2 separate regions of the Mus musculus genome follow, and region 2 is linked to region 1. The links are chromatin contacts, called in public HiChIP or PLAC-seq maps. All regions are on one chromosome and are shown on one strand. The core of a region is the stretch at or near the end of the contact, and the rest is flanking DNA. Distances in the headings are between cores, read along the strand shown. Region 1 overlaps Gm30325 (a long non-coding RNA gene). Region 2 overlaps Cfap69 (cilia and flagella associated protein 69).

Region 1 (7,053 bases), core at 1,243-3,742:
CAACTCAGTGATCATGGAGAAGTTAACCTTTTGTATACATAGAGCCTTCACTCATAAGCATCACTGTTACAAGAAGAAATACTGCACTCTACTACCAAAGGAGAATCATAAACACCAGCCCAGCCACAAACACTTAGATCTACAGTGCTGTCCTGTCTGCAAGATATCCTAGTATAATGGTGGCACAAACTTTCTGGGAGTGATCACCCAATATCTGGTTTGAATTAAGGTCCACTTCACAAGATGGAACTCAAACCCAACATTGCTTGGGTGACCAAAAACCTGAGACTAAATAGCCCAGGGACCTAGGGTAAATCCAAATACTACTATTTAAAAAATAGCAATTAAATGACTCCTAATAAATTAATACCTTGCTTAGCCATCATTAGAGAAGTTTCTTCAAATCTCTCAGGGATCAGGGAACCTCCCAGAAGAGGAAGCAGAAAGTGTAAGAGCCAGAAGGGATGGAAGATACCCAGGAAACAAGGCCCTCTAAATCATCATGATCAATGCACTTTTGAACACACAGAGCCTGAGACAGTATGCCAGTGGCTTGCATGGCTTTGGACCAGATGGGGCCCTAAGCTTAAAGAAGTGGACACATGCCCCCAATCCCTAGCCCAGGAGCCATCTTCAATAGATAACAACTTACAAATGAAAACTTGTTTCTTTCAAGGGTAGGCTGCGTTCCCTGCTGTAAATGGCCAATAGAAAATGAACTCAGTCACATCTCTGGAGGTTCCTTGTCTCATAATGTCATGTGAAGGCTTTTCCGTTATTTATCCTACAATGTAAATATTTAGATTCTCTCCTTTTACCCTTCAGGTCCTTTGACTATATATTATGGCTTCCAGTTTAGTGTTTTTATGGAATTCCTGAGTGTTTGAGTGAGAGGGTCTCTCTTCTTGTGCCTTCTCTTGGGTTCTTTTTTCTAATGTTATTTGTCTTGTCCAGTTCTGATGTGTTGGTTTTGTTCTATCTTATATTTTATTATTATCCAATAAAAAGAAAGAAATAATCACACACACAGAGAGAGAGAGAGAGAGAGAGAGAACAAACAGGGAAGGAGGGAGGGGTTGTAGGAGTGTATATACAGTACACATGTATGTATGAAGTTATCAAAAAACTTTAGAAAGTTAAAAAAAAAACCTGTATAGTCACAGACTCCAACCCTTCTAAGGGCCCTTGTTGCAATCTTGTATGATTACTGTCCTAAATTTTTTATTTCTGAAGAGGTCATGAAACTTTCATTTTGACCAGGAATGCACAAATTATGGTAGACTATTATGTAAAGCGATTCTGGGGAAGGCAACATATAAGCTTTCAACAGGCAGACTTGGGACTCTGCCACACCTTCTTCATTCATGCTGTGCAATTCAAGGGTACTTATCCCACGCAAACCGGACTCTCCTCTGCAGCCATACAATCCCAGATCCTCCTGGCATAATATATGATGTCATGGTTAGACATCATGGAGATGCAGAAAAGACATGTGGTAGAGTGAATCTTAATTATGCTTATTACTAATAAAAGCAAGTCTGTGTATTAGGCCCCACTGATGTTCATGCTGGTCACAAAATGCATACCTTTAGAGAAATAGATCTCTGTTTTACAGGGAGCTATGGACTTAGATGGTCAGTATTATCACAAGGATCTCCATAGCTTCTAATGGCCATGATATCAGCTGTAATGGAGATGAAGAAAGCTAATGGTCCTTTTAATATTAGCTACCTCTTGCAATGCAGTCATACCATTAATGATTCATTTAGACAAGCGTGGAAATAAGAAAGTGCATAGAATAAATATGAGATTCGACATATCTGTTTATGTATCTTTTCTTTTTCTGGTTGTGCCTAAGATTTCCCCACTGTTCCCACTATCAAAGCTGCAGCTTCTCATGAGGCCGCTTCTCATTTTAAACCTGCCTCCAGATGTTTGTAGCCAAAGACATATCGCTCATTGCCCATCACTGTCAGAGAATGATGTTGAAGCACCAACTTGCCAAAGAGAAACTGACTTATGGTTTTTATTGCTGCAGTGAAGTGTCATGACCAAAAAGCAAGTTGGGGAAGAAAAGGTTCATGTGGCTTATGCTTCCACACCACAGTTTATCATCAAAAGAAGTCTGGACAAGAACTCAAGCAGGGCAGGAACCTGGAGACAGGAGCTGATGCAGAGGCCATGGAAGAGTGCTGCTTTCTGGCTTGCTCATCATGGCTCACTCAGTCTGCTTTCTTAGAGATCATAGGACACCAGACCAGGGATGGCACCACCCACAATAGCCTGGGACCTCTTCCATCAATCATTGATTAAGAAAATGCCTATATTTCTGCTGTATCTTATGGAGGTATTCTCTTAACTGAGGTTCTTTAGCTAGGTTAACATTGACATAAAACCAGCCAGAACAGAAACCAAATCTTCAGTCCCACCCGAATCAGCTGTGTAGTTCCCACAGGAGAAAAGGGCAGGGGCTAGTACAAACCCTAACATTCCATGGGACTGAGATCATGTACCTCAAGCCAATACATGAGATTGTGCCTAAATAGCCCATGTTCACTGTCCCGTGGCAGTTAATGTGGTCAACACAGACACTGAATTAGCAAATCCTGAGCCACTGCACCCAGAGGATGCCTGGGAACCTCGAGCTACATTTTAATCAATTGGTCAATTCATAACTATTCTGTTTGTGCTTCTGCTTAAGGATACATTATTTATGAGGGTATGTTGTCTCACTAATAACTCATGCCTGGCAGCATTATTATTCAATAAGAAAGAAATGTTATCTAATGCATTCATTTTCCTGCAGACACGCCATGCTCTTCTGCTTGTGAACACTGCATAGCAATCCCAAATTATCCTCAGAGGCAGGGGGCTTTTAGCAAAAAAAAAAAAAAAAAAAAAACCAAAACTCTCTCTCTCTCCCTCTCTCTCTCTCTCTCTCTCTCACACACACACAGAGAGAGAGAGAGAGAGAGAGAGAGAGAGAGAGAGAGAGAGAGAGAGATACACAGTAAGCAGGCAACAGAAAGGATGGTTGTTCTCAGTATGAGAGCGGAAACAATAAGGCAGAGTTTCCTTCTTACTCCCCGACTCCACCCATGGAAATGTTTCTCAGCTCTGCTCTTGTCTCATTGTGTCCATGAAAGCAAAGAGAGTGTTGCCTTGGGTCACAAATGAATTTTTGTAAGAAGGCTAATTTATAGATACTGCATCGATGATCAAGTGTGAACAGAAGTTAAGAGGCAACAATTTTTAGGGCTTTGATGGACTCAAAGAGAAAACGAACCCATTGTCTTTCAAGATCCACACAAATTGGATGTGATAACACATTAACTTACTTCTGTAAGCCAACACTTGAGTGCCTGAGGCAGGAGGATGACTAGTTGGAGCCCAATTTGGGCTATATAGGAACATGTTATCTCAAAACTAAATACATATCTGTACAGACTAGACCATATCCCTTGTATTCTGAAGAGGACACAGCAGGAAGCATATGAAGTGGGAGCATCTGGGAACCTCTCGCACCAGCCTTCATCCTGTGGGCAGGGCTTTGGGTTGGCATCTGGAACTCCCTGTTGGTGCGTCTTGGTTTTCTCTTCTATAAGTTGAGACCAGTAATGGTCATGTTTCTTCTCAGTTCCAGGGGGCAGTGGATATTTAGAAGTTCTCTTTGTTATTTCATGTCGGGGTTGGAATTGAAAGGGTAAAAGCATTAAAATTTTCCTTTGTTGTGAGGAGTAGCCTAATGTGAGTAGCTGGTGCTGCCATCTGGGACCATGGTGGGGTCCAGTCCTGTACTGCCACCAGGAGCCATGTCTGTGTCCATGGCTCTGCAGAAACGGGGATCTCTTACCACTAGCCACTAAGGCCACACCTTCTAATAGTGCCACTCCCCATAGGCCAAACATATTGCACAACCACATATCTGTATTTTGCAGTTGCGCGGATAAGTACCACTGACATAACCCTGGTTAGCCTCCTGTTTGTGTCCTTAAAGAGGTCTCATTTTACACTGATTTTTGCCTCATGTGTACAAGAAACTCTTATATTTGGAATTCCTTAATCAGAAGCCCAATGTGGGTTTGGTTTCAATATTTGATTTAGTGATTAGTTGATTAGCACCGAAACAAGTGTTACCCAGTCGCTAGCATATTTGTGCTTATCCATTTTAGATCAGCATAAAGTGTGCACGTCTACTCAAAAGGTAGCAGTAGATATGCCTGAGAGAATGAATAAGGCCAGTACCACCCAGGGCCTGGGGTTTCCTAAGATGGTGGTGAGACCACGATGAATGAGAGCGTGTATAAAGCATTCAACATAGACGGCGGTGTGTAGGCATATGAAACCCAGGTAAGAGCCATGTCTTCCTCCTGCGCCCTCGCCTCAGCTGTCCTGCGCTCCTTTTACAGGGGTGCAGACTTTTCTTGCTTAAACTCTAATGAATCTTAAAAATCCACCAAATTAATACTTCTCTTTATATGAAGATACCTTTAAAGAATAATTTGTAGATCAACTTACGAAATGTAGCTTTTCATAGTCTCACGCACCCATTTTTCACTTGCCTTGACTGGCTTGCGTGAGAGCCCCGAGCCTGCTGCTCTCTTTGTGTGGAACAACCCTGACATCTAGTGGAGAAGTCAAGTCATTACAAGGAATTTTCCCAGTGAAGTTAAAAAAAAAAAAATAATTTATTCAGTGTGAAGGGAAACCAGAGTATACTAAACCTAGGACATTTTCCCTGCCATTTCACCCTATGATGCACGCCAGTTTATTCCACCACAGTCTTAGAATAGTTCTCTGCATCCATCCAATGATAGTCTTAGTATTAATCTTTTTTTCGAATCTTAGATTTATTTAGCCTTTAATCCCAGCATTTAAGAGTCAGAAGCAGGTGGATCTTTGTGTTCGAGGCCATCCTGGTATTAGAACAAGTTCCCTGCCAGCCAGGGCTACACAAAGAAAACCTTGTCTTGCAAAACCAACAAAAGATGAAGATGAAGATGAAGATGAAGAGGAAGAGGAGGAGGAGGAGGACGATGACGACGACGAAGAGGAGGAGGACGAGGAGAGATGACGATGAGGACTTGTATTTAAATTCTGTGTGTGTCTGTGAATGGGAATTTGCATGTGTAAATACAGTGCTCATGAGTTCAAAGGAGGCCGCCAATCCACGTACCTGGAGTTACAGGTAGCTGTAAGCACCCGCTGTGGCTGTTGAACTCAGTCTCTGCAGGAACACTCAGCATTCCTTCTTGCTAAGCCATTTCTCCAGTTCCCTTAACCTTTCATTTCTAAATCGGGAGGACCATCATTCATATTTTCCTTCTTTGTGTTTAATTTTGTTTGACCATTTGTATTCATCGATGAAGTGCCAACTCCTATCTATATCCCATCTTTGTAAGTGTGTGATATCCCTTGCATTTAAAACATGTTTGTCGTTTATTGGCTTTGAATTTTATTTTGGGAGTGGGTTCTTTTGTGTGAGACCAGACCTCTAGCTCAGGCCAATCTGAGATAACTTTGGCCTTGTAATCTTTCTCGCTGCCCCTGAGCTCCAGGACTGTAAGTGTGCATTATACCTAGTTTATGCCGCGTCAAAGGCTGAGTCTGGAGCTCTAGCCTTACATTTTGCTTTGGGTAGTTGTAATTCTTCATGCGATGAGAATTATATATAATTGTACTTTCAACTCATACATTATATGGCTGCCTCTTCTTTCAGATGATAAGAATAAAATATCATATATGTTTACATAGATTCCATGCTATGTATACTTAGGTAATTTTATTTCATCTAAACCTTTCATCACCTGAGATTTTTTCCTTTTTTTTCTCTTATTTATTAGATATTTTCTTCATTTACATTTCAAATGCTATCCCAAAGCCCTCTATAACCCCCCCACACACACACACCCTGCTCCCCAACCCACCCACTCCCGTTTCCTGGCCCTGGCATTTCCCTGTACTGGGGCATATAATCTTCACAATACCAAGGGGCCTCTCCTCCCATTGATGGCCAACTAGGCTATCCTCTGCTACATATGCAACTAGAGACACAGCCCTGGGGGTACTGGTTAGTTCATAGTGTTCCTCCTATAGGGTTGCAGATCCCTTCAGCTCCTTGGGTACGTTTTCTAGCTCCTTCCTTAGGGGCCCTGTGTTCCATCCAATAGATGACTGTGAGCATCCACTTCTGTATTCGCCAGGCATTGGCATAGCCTCACAAGAGACAGCTATGTCAGGGTCCTGTCAGCAAAATCTTTTTGGCATATGTAATAGTGTCTGGGTTTGGTGGTTGTATATGGGATGGATCCCTGGGTGGGACAGTTTCTGGATGGTCCTTCCTTCCATCTCAGAAATTTTAATAATAAGAAATATAGAGACAGAACATCATTTTCCTTATCAATGTAAAGATGATTGACAAATCTAAATATAGCTATGAAGAAACACTGTAGTATGGACCCATATATTCTGATGGGAAAAGAGGACAGTAAATATGAGAGTGATATTAATAATATAATTCCATTTATGCAGAAAATCTATGTACCTGCAAAGACACAGAAAAAATATCTGAAAGGGCACACACACAGGCTAGTCAAGGTTACATGCACCTAAGACTATTGTTAGTGTGCGGCTAGAAAAGTGGCTTAGAGGTTAAGAGCACTAGCTGCTTGTCCGGCATCTGCACAGCACCTCACATCCATTTCTAGCTCTGGTTCTAGGGGATCTGCTACCTTCTTCTGGCCTCTGTGGGTACTGCACGCAGGCAGTGCACAGACCTTCATGCAGGCAATATGTACTCCTTCTAAGGAGTGCACGCTAGACATTGGCAAGATTAGCAGTGTTTTACCTTTGAGTCTATATAGTTCTCTCCTATTGAACATGTTGTCATGAGCAAGCATTACTTATGTTATCAAAAGTGTTGTTTAAAGAGCATCTTGTAGCATGGGGAGATATGAGAGTTTGCGTTTTTATGTCCCTCAAAGGCCCAGATGATAAAGGAAGGCACAGTCCCCTACTGGGCATGGAGGAAGAGGTGGAATATTTAAGAAGCGG
Region 2 (7,053 bases), core at 1,546-4,045, 130 kb before region 1:
TTAACTCGGCAATATAGTGATGTCTTTTAAAGGAAAGAAGACAGAACTGGCAAGATGGCTCAGTGGGTTAAGGTGTCTGCTGCCAAGGCTGGTGGCTTGAGTTCAGTCAACAGGACTCATGGAGTCAAAGGAAAGAACCAATTCTAAGAATGTCCTCTGACCTCTACACACATGGGTCATGGCACACATTGCCACAGACATACACCAAAAGAAATAGATAGAATTAAAATTAAGAATATCTTCTGTTCGAATACCTGGCCCAAGAGGGACCCACCCAGAACCCTCAGGACACAGGAACTGAAGAGGAAGCTGGGACAGGATCCTTCCAGTTTCCATCTGCACCCTGGTGCTGACCCTTTGCCACAGATCTCCATACCCAGATTCCTCCTGGAGAGAACTGGTCTCTCAGGAGTGCTGACACACAGGCTTACGAAAGAGATAAACCACAGTCAGAGATAGCAAGACCAGCTAACACCAGAGATAACCAGATATCGAGAGACAAGGGCAAGAACATAAGCAACAGAAAACAAGGCTACTTGGCATCATCAGAACCCAGTTCTCCCACCACAGCAAGCCCTGGATACCCCAACACACTGGAAAGCAAGACTCTGATTTAAAATCACATCTATGATGATGGACTTTAAGAAGGACATAAATATTTTTGGTTGAGAGCCTAGCCTTTAACGGCTGAGCTTTCTCTCCAGCCCAAAATAACATCTCGCCCAATGTGGGGCTCGAACCCACAACCCTGAGATTGAGTCTCATGCTCTACCCACTGAGCTAGCTGGGTATCCAGGGATCCATCCCATAATCAGCCTCCAAACGCTGACACCATTGCATACACTAGCAAGATTTTGCTGGAAGGACCCAGATATAGCTGTCTCTAGTGAGACTATGCCGGGGCCTAGCAAACACAGAAGTGGATGCTCACAGTCAACTATTGGATGGATCACAGGGCCCCCAATGGAGGAGCTAGAGAAAGTATCCAAGGAGCTAAAGGGATCTGCAACCCTATAGGTGGAACAACAATATGAACTAACCAGTACCCCCCGGAGTTCGTGTCTCTAGCTGCATATGTATCAGAAGATGGCCTAGTCGGACATCAGTGGAAAGAGAGGCCCATTGGTCGTGCAAACCTTATATGCCTCAGTATAGGGGAATGCCAGGGCCAAGAAGGGGGAGTGTGGGTGGGTAGGGGAGTGGGGTAGGAGGGTATGGGGGACTTTTGGGATAGCACAGAAAATGTAAACGAAGAAAACACCTAATAATATATATATATTTATATATGTAAAAAGAAGGACATAAATAACTACCTTAAAGAAATACAGGAGAACGCAGGTAAACAGGTAGCAGCCCTTAAAGAGGAAACACAAAAATCTCTTAAAGAATTACATAACCCATCCCAGGAATAGATAGGGACATGTCTATAGCTCAGAAACCAAGTTCTCACAGTTAAGGCAAACTGACAGACAACTCAGAACTATGCCAAGGTTAAAGAGTCTAGTTGTTTTTAAAGGTCACGATATCAAGAAGTCATAAGGGAGATCATTGAAAAAATATAGCTTCACCTCACTGTGAATTCTTTAATCCTTGTGACTAAACATAGTTAGGCAGGCACTTGTGCAACCAGCAAAAGTGATAGGGTCTCGTAGGACCTATGGCAAAATGAAGTTTTTGTGAGGTCACGCTGTTCAGCTGCCCTAAAATAGCTGTGTATTCACAATCATTTACATCTCCCCTCTCATTTCCTACTGATGTGATGTAATCCTTATCCTTTGAAACACATGAAGCGGTACTTTGTCCCATAGAGTGAAAATGTAAAGTATTTGTCCACCATGCTTGGCCTTACAGAAAGTTACTACTTACTGGCAGATAGCTGCATTTGTTTGTTTGTTTCGTTGTTGGTTTTGTTTTGGTTCTTGTTTTTTGTTTGTTTGTTTTTTAGAATTTAAGATTGTTTCCAAAATCTGTGCATTTATTTCAAGGCCAAAAACTATGAGGTCCACAGGACAAAACCAGAGTTACTGCAAATTAAACTTTATGCACACAACCATGTCCATTTATTTTCATATTACTTATGATTTTCTTTTTGCGATGATACTGTGCTACAACATCTAGAGCTAAATACTTGAAAGACAAATCTTACTAACCTGTAAAGAATAAGCAAATACCATCTTGCCCTTTATAGAAAACGTTGTCCATTCCTGTATTGTACAAGGTATAAATGTCACATGTCCTTTAAAAAGTTTTCCAAGTTGTTTCTCTTACTAAATGATCACTTTGTGAAATAACTGCCCGTGTTGCTGTGTTAGGCTACCAGCAGGTGAGTTCATCCTACAAGATTAAAATGGTAGAGGTCGGTGGCTTGGCGAAGGCAATGGTCCAGTCGGCACTCCTGCTTGAGAATCAGCTTGTCGAGAAACTCTGGGTTCTGAAAGTCCTGCAGCATCTCTCTACTTCTGGTGTGTATAGCACTACTGAGTTTAAATGTTTCATTCTAACAGTCTATGCAGTATAAATAGTTTGTTAAACTTAATTTTCAGGAGTTAATTGCACTTTAATGGTGAAAGCCCAAGCAGCCAGCGGAATCTGTGCTCACCTCAATGACCCAGATCCCTCAGGACAGCTTTTATTTCGTTCATCAGAAGTACTTTGGAATTTACTGGAAAAATCTTCAAAGGAGGAAATTATACAACAGCTTAGTAACTTGGAATGCCTGCTGTAAGTGCACGTAGATAGATAGGAATGTCTTCTGCCCTGAAGCATAGCCAATGATAGATAACCACAACTTTGAATCTGTGTTCAGTTAAATTCTGATTCATCTGAAGGCTGCATTTCATGAAATCTCCATACTAAGATGTAGGGGGTTGGTCTGGTGCTGCTATGTATTCAGCTACTAAATACTGGCTCCCAAAGTCTGGTTGCCCCTGAGGGGGAGATCCTAGCACATACCAAATGATGCTATGTAAACCTTGCCCCTCAAGTTATCCCTGATTGGATAATAAGGATTCCTACAGCCTGGGTTGGGTTGGAGGAGCAGATTCCTGGGCTTGGGATCAGAGGTAGGGACCATGAGAAGGAGAGAGGAGGGAGGAAGGAAATCACCATGGAATAGGTGGGTTGTGAGAACATGGCTCTGGGGGTTGGCCTTCTGGAATAGGAATTCCTAGGAGGAACATGGCGAGTGATATCTCGAGGATCACCTCAGGGAAGTAGACAAAATTGCAGAAAGAGTTGATATCTGCCCAGTTCTAGTACTCTTAAGCTTATTATAAATCTAAAGGGTTCTGTGTCTTTTAACTGGGAATTAAATGATCTAAAGTGGTGTAGAAATCCCTAATAGATATTTAAAGGCAACAAGGGGATGTAGCAAAACCCCCTAATAATAATTACCAAAACAAATTGATGCCCAACATGGAGCACAATTTATAAAAGAAATTATTTTTAATACAATGTAATCAGTAAATTAATCTGGTGGCTGTATTTCTTAGCTAGCTAATTCCCCAATAACCACATAGAAAGACTAAGATTTATTAAATTGCCTTGAGCCATTATTACTCCATTATAAACTTCCAAGCTAGTCAGACTTACTCCAGACAACATTCCCATCTTACCTGATTTTTTTATCCTTTCTTGATCCAACTCTCCTCTTCTGATAGTTGCTCCACCTCCCTCACAGCTCCCTCCTTCACTTCCTGACTCTTTCTCTGCCCCGCCTAGAACTGGAGTCTCACTTATTCTCTCTAAAGCTGTATTGGCTGTGGGCTTTTATTGGCAAGGCAGAGAATGAATGAAGAGCAGTGTTTACACAATCTTGAGACCAGAGCTTTTAAGAATAAGCATAACAAAGCCATGTCCAGATTGAAACAAGATATGAGGGCAAAAGCAATCAGCATTTGGATAACACAATGGTAAACTTCACACAGTGAATGAAATCATGCCTGCAATAAGAAGCTAGATTTTTGTTGTATTGTGAGTTTTGAGATAGGTTTTATGTAGTAAGACTGACCTGAAACATGCAATATAGCTGAGGGAGGATGGTCTCCTTTTTCCTTCCCAGTACTGAAATTAAGTACAACTATGCCTCCATGCCCAGGAGAAATCACACTTGTCTCTAGGATGCTCTAAAAGTGTCTTATTACATAGATAAATTGTGCCTCTACAGATGGATAAAGTAAAAATTAGACTTTTAGAACTATTTATTCATTAGGTTTCTGATTAGTATTTACTACCTTTCCAGTTATATATTTAAAATTGTCAATAATATGTGCACAAGTATTCAAAAAAGTTTCAAGTAATTTACTTATTTAACGCATGGTTATTGTCTGTTGTGCTTGGGTCGGTCTGAGATTATAATAATATAACTAAAGCCTAGGTGTAGTAAGCAACATACCTTTAATCCCCGAATTTAGGAGGCAGATTTAGGAATCTCTGTGAGTTCAAGAGTGAGCTCCAGGCCAAACAGAGCTACATAGTGAGACTCTCATTTTAAAACATAAAATAAAATAAAATAAAATAAAATAAAATAAAATAAAATAAAAGCCAAAGAGATGGCTCAGCAGTTAAGTTTTTGCAGAGGACCTAGGTTTGATTCCCAGCACCCACATGACAACTCACAACTACTCATAACTCCAGTTTCATGGGATCCAATGCCCTCTTGTGACCTCCCTTGGAACACACATGTACATGTAGTGAAGACACACCTGAAAGCAAAACACAAACATATATGTATATATATATTCTAAAGTAAATTTTTAATTAAAAACTAGAATGGACCGACCTTCTCTTACATTTATAGACAAAAATAAGTACATACGTGATAAAAAAAAGTATAAGCATAATGAAAGATTTTTGCAAGTTATCACATCATTTTTTAGAATAATATGAATGAATGTATTTTTGTTGTCATGTGACCCAAAAAACCAACCGTACTGTTCTATTTAGCTTTAAATGTTAATGTGGCACAGTCTCTAACTGCTGGAAAGAGAGTCGACAGAGAGGGATTGGTCAGATCAGATTGGCCTGTATGTCTGTGAGTGACTGTCTTTATTGTAACTAGTATAAGATGGCCTAGCTCACTGTGAGCAGCACCAATGCGTAGTCAGTGGTTCTAGAGTGTACAAGAAAACTAGCTAAGCATGAGCCTGTAAGTGAGCCAGCCAGTAGACTTCCTCCATGGTTTCTGTCATCGAGTTTCTGCTTGGCTTCTTTTATTGACTTCAGTGATGGACTGTGACGTGGAAGTGTAAGCCAGATAAATCCTTCCCTCCTCGAAGTTGCTTTGGTCAGTGTTTTATCACAGAAAAGAAACTAGAACACCGACTGCTGAGGATGCAGCTTTTTAAAAGTGAGCCACTTTATTCAGATCTCAGCAAAACTGAGGACTTAGCTCTTCTCTAGCTATTGGTGCTGTCTTCCACTCTCTTGACGTCATTCCCACAGAACCACAAGCTAGGAAGAGTGAATGTCTAAATAAGAAATATAACGTTATTACAAAGAAAACTGCAAATGGGTCCCAAGACGTAAAATCTATGACTGTCTTCTAAGAAGTCTGACCTGGAACTAAGCTTGTTTATGCTTCCTTGTGCTCATTAACCTTAGCAGGATCTCAGAGATTAGGAGTGAGTCACAGGAAAAGAGTTTTGCAGAGGGCATCACCGTAGGAAAGAAGTAAAAATCATTGGGGGGTGGGAGGGACTGAGAGAAGTTGAGTATGATGGGAGTGGAAGAGTACAACAGACTGCTTAGAGCTGAGGTTCCAGCGAGAGCAAGAACATATCAGCAGAGCCCCGGGAAGCCTGCTAGAAGAGAGAACCTAGCCTGAGAGTAAAGAGACGCTTTGGGTGGCTGTAACAGGATGGGATTAAAGCATGTAGAGCAATCGCGTTGGCCGCTGTATGCAGTTAGATTAGTGGGTTCTCTTCTGGCACATTGCTGTGAATTAGAAGCAGATTGGGAAGGATAAAAGAAGAGAAAGACTTTGGGCAAAGTCTAAAATTAAAAGTGGGATTTTACTGATAAAGGCATATTTCCATAGAAATATGTCTTAGTTCAGCCTTCAGAGATTCAGAGATTTGTAGTTTAAAAACAACAGAAATTGTTTTCTCACTGTCTTAGAGGGTAGAAATCAGTTCTGGGTGCCAGCATGGCTGAGTTGCCATAAACATGCTCTTCTGGACAGCAGGCTGACTCCTCCTTTCACAGGGAAGGAACCGGGCAAGAGCCAGCGCGCTCGGGCAAGCGCACTCGGGCTTCCTGTTGTAAAGACCTTGATTCCTTTATAATGGCTCCACCCTTGTGGTCTAAATGCTTCCCCTAAACCCACTTTCTCGATACACTTCACACAAGGGAGGGTTTCGACAAACGAATTTTGAAGAAACACATTTTTGTGTTTAACGGTATCCTTTTCTAACATTTTATTTTCTAGGGCTTTGAAAGAAGTATTTAAAAACCTCTTTGTGAGGGGGCATAGTCACTATGAGCGTCAGCTTAGAAATGATATATTAGTTATCACCACAATTATAGCTCAGAACCCTGGAGCACCGATGATTGTGAGTACGCATGGACCATATTAACTGTAACGGTGAAAGTGGTGGGGGTACTCTAAATTATGTCTTAGTGTTTATCTGTGTTACTGCACTGCTAAACTGTATTTTAATGTCTCAGTAGTCACCTCTATCCTGCCACTCTGTTGCATTCTGCTGGGAGCCCAGCATCTGCTCTGTATTTCAGCACTTCCATATTCATTATTTCTGGTGTTTTTCTTTTGTTCCTGCCTATGTAGCTTCATTTTTTTTTTCACTGAAAGAACTTTATCATTTCCTGTGGTACAAACTTGGTACCTGCTCTCAACAAAGTCTCTTGGGTTTCTTTTACCTAAAATTATCAGTAATTTACCTTAATCCTTGAAATTTATGTTCACTGCATATAGAATTCTAGGTTGAAAAAATCTCTATTAGCACTTGAATGATAATGTTCTACTGTCTTCTGCTCCCTGCTGTTCCTGGTAAGTACTGGTTATTTGGAATTCTTGCTCCTGATATGAAAGTGGCC

The links. HiChIP or PLAC-seq counts read pairs in DNA pulled down with a chosen protein or histone mark.
Region 2: a contact with region 1 is called in a CTCF HiChIP or PLAC-seq map of the NIH/3T3 cell line, with 16 read pairs. The contact joins two enhancer-like sites. A contact is called at or near these places in 2 of 15 datasets of contacts at CTCF or cohesin (the NIH/3T3 cell line and stem cell-derived epiblast-like cells), 23 of 484 Hi-C or Micro-C datasets (3T3-L1-derived adipocytes, the C2C12 cell line, the G1E-ER4 cell line and 11 more), 4 of 115 datasets of contacts at active chromatin or transcription factors (the NIH/3T3 cell line, embryonic stem cells and epiblast stem cells) and 3 of 9 other capture datasets (adipose tissue, liver and pancreatic islet).

What each region holds. Positions count from the first base shown.
Region 1 is chr5:5,492,065-5,499,117 of GRCm38.p6, reverse strand. It overlaps Gm30325 (a long non-coding RNA gene), which reads right to left. Exons shown (of 5, transcript XR_868230.3): 5 at 5,048-5,107. Among named protein-coding and RNA genes, the nearest start is that of Gm30325, 16 kb to the right of the region's middle. Within about 2 kb of position 2,492, at least 12 of the 459 cell types and tissues checked have an H3K27ac peak or open chromatin away from gene starts, as enhancers often do. A contact at or near this core is called in the C2C12 cell line and the NIH/3T3 cell line, where this site is marked.
Region 2 is chr5:5,621,418-5,628,470 of GRCm38.p6, reverse strand. Cfap69 (cilia and flagella associated protein 69) reads left to right here. Exons shown (of 23, transcript NM_172447.2): 7 at 2,313-2,462; 8 at 2,544-2,721; 9 at 6,428-6,551. Among named protein-coding and RNA genes, the nearest start is that of Cfap69, 39 kb to the left of the region's middle. Within about 2 kb of position 2,795, at least 28 of the 459 cell types and tissues checked have an H3K27ac peak or open chromatin away from gene starts, as enhancers often do. A contact at or near this core is called in the C2C12 cell line and the NIH/3T3 cell line, where this site is marked.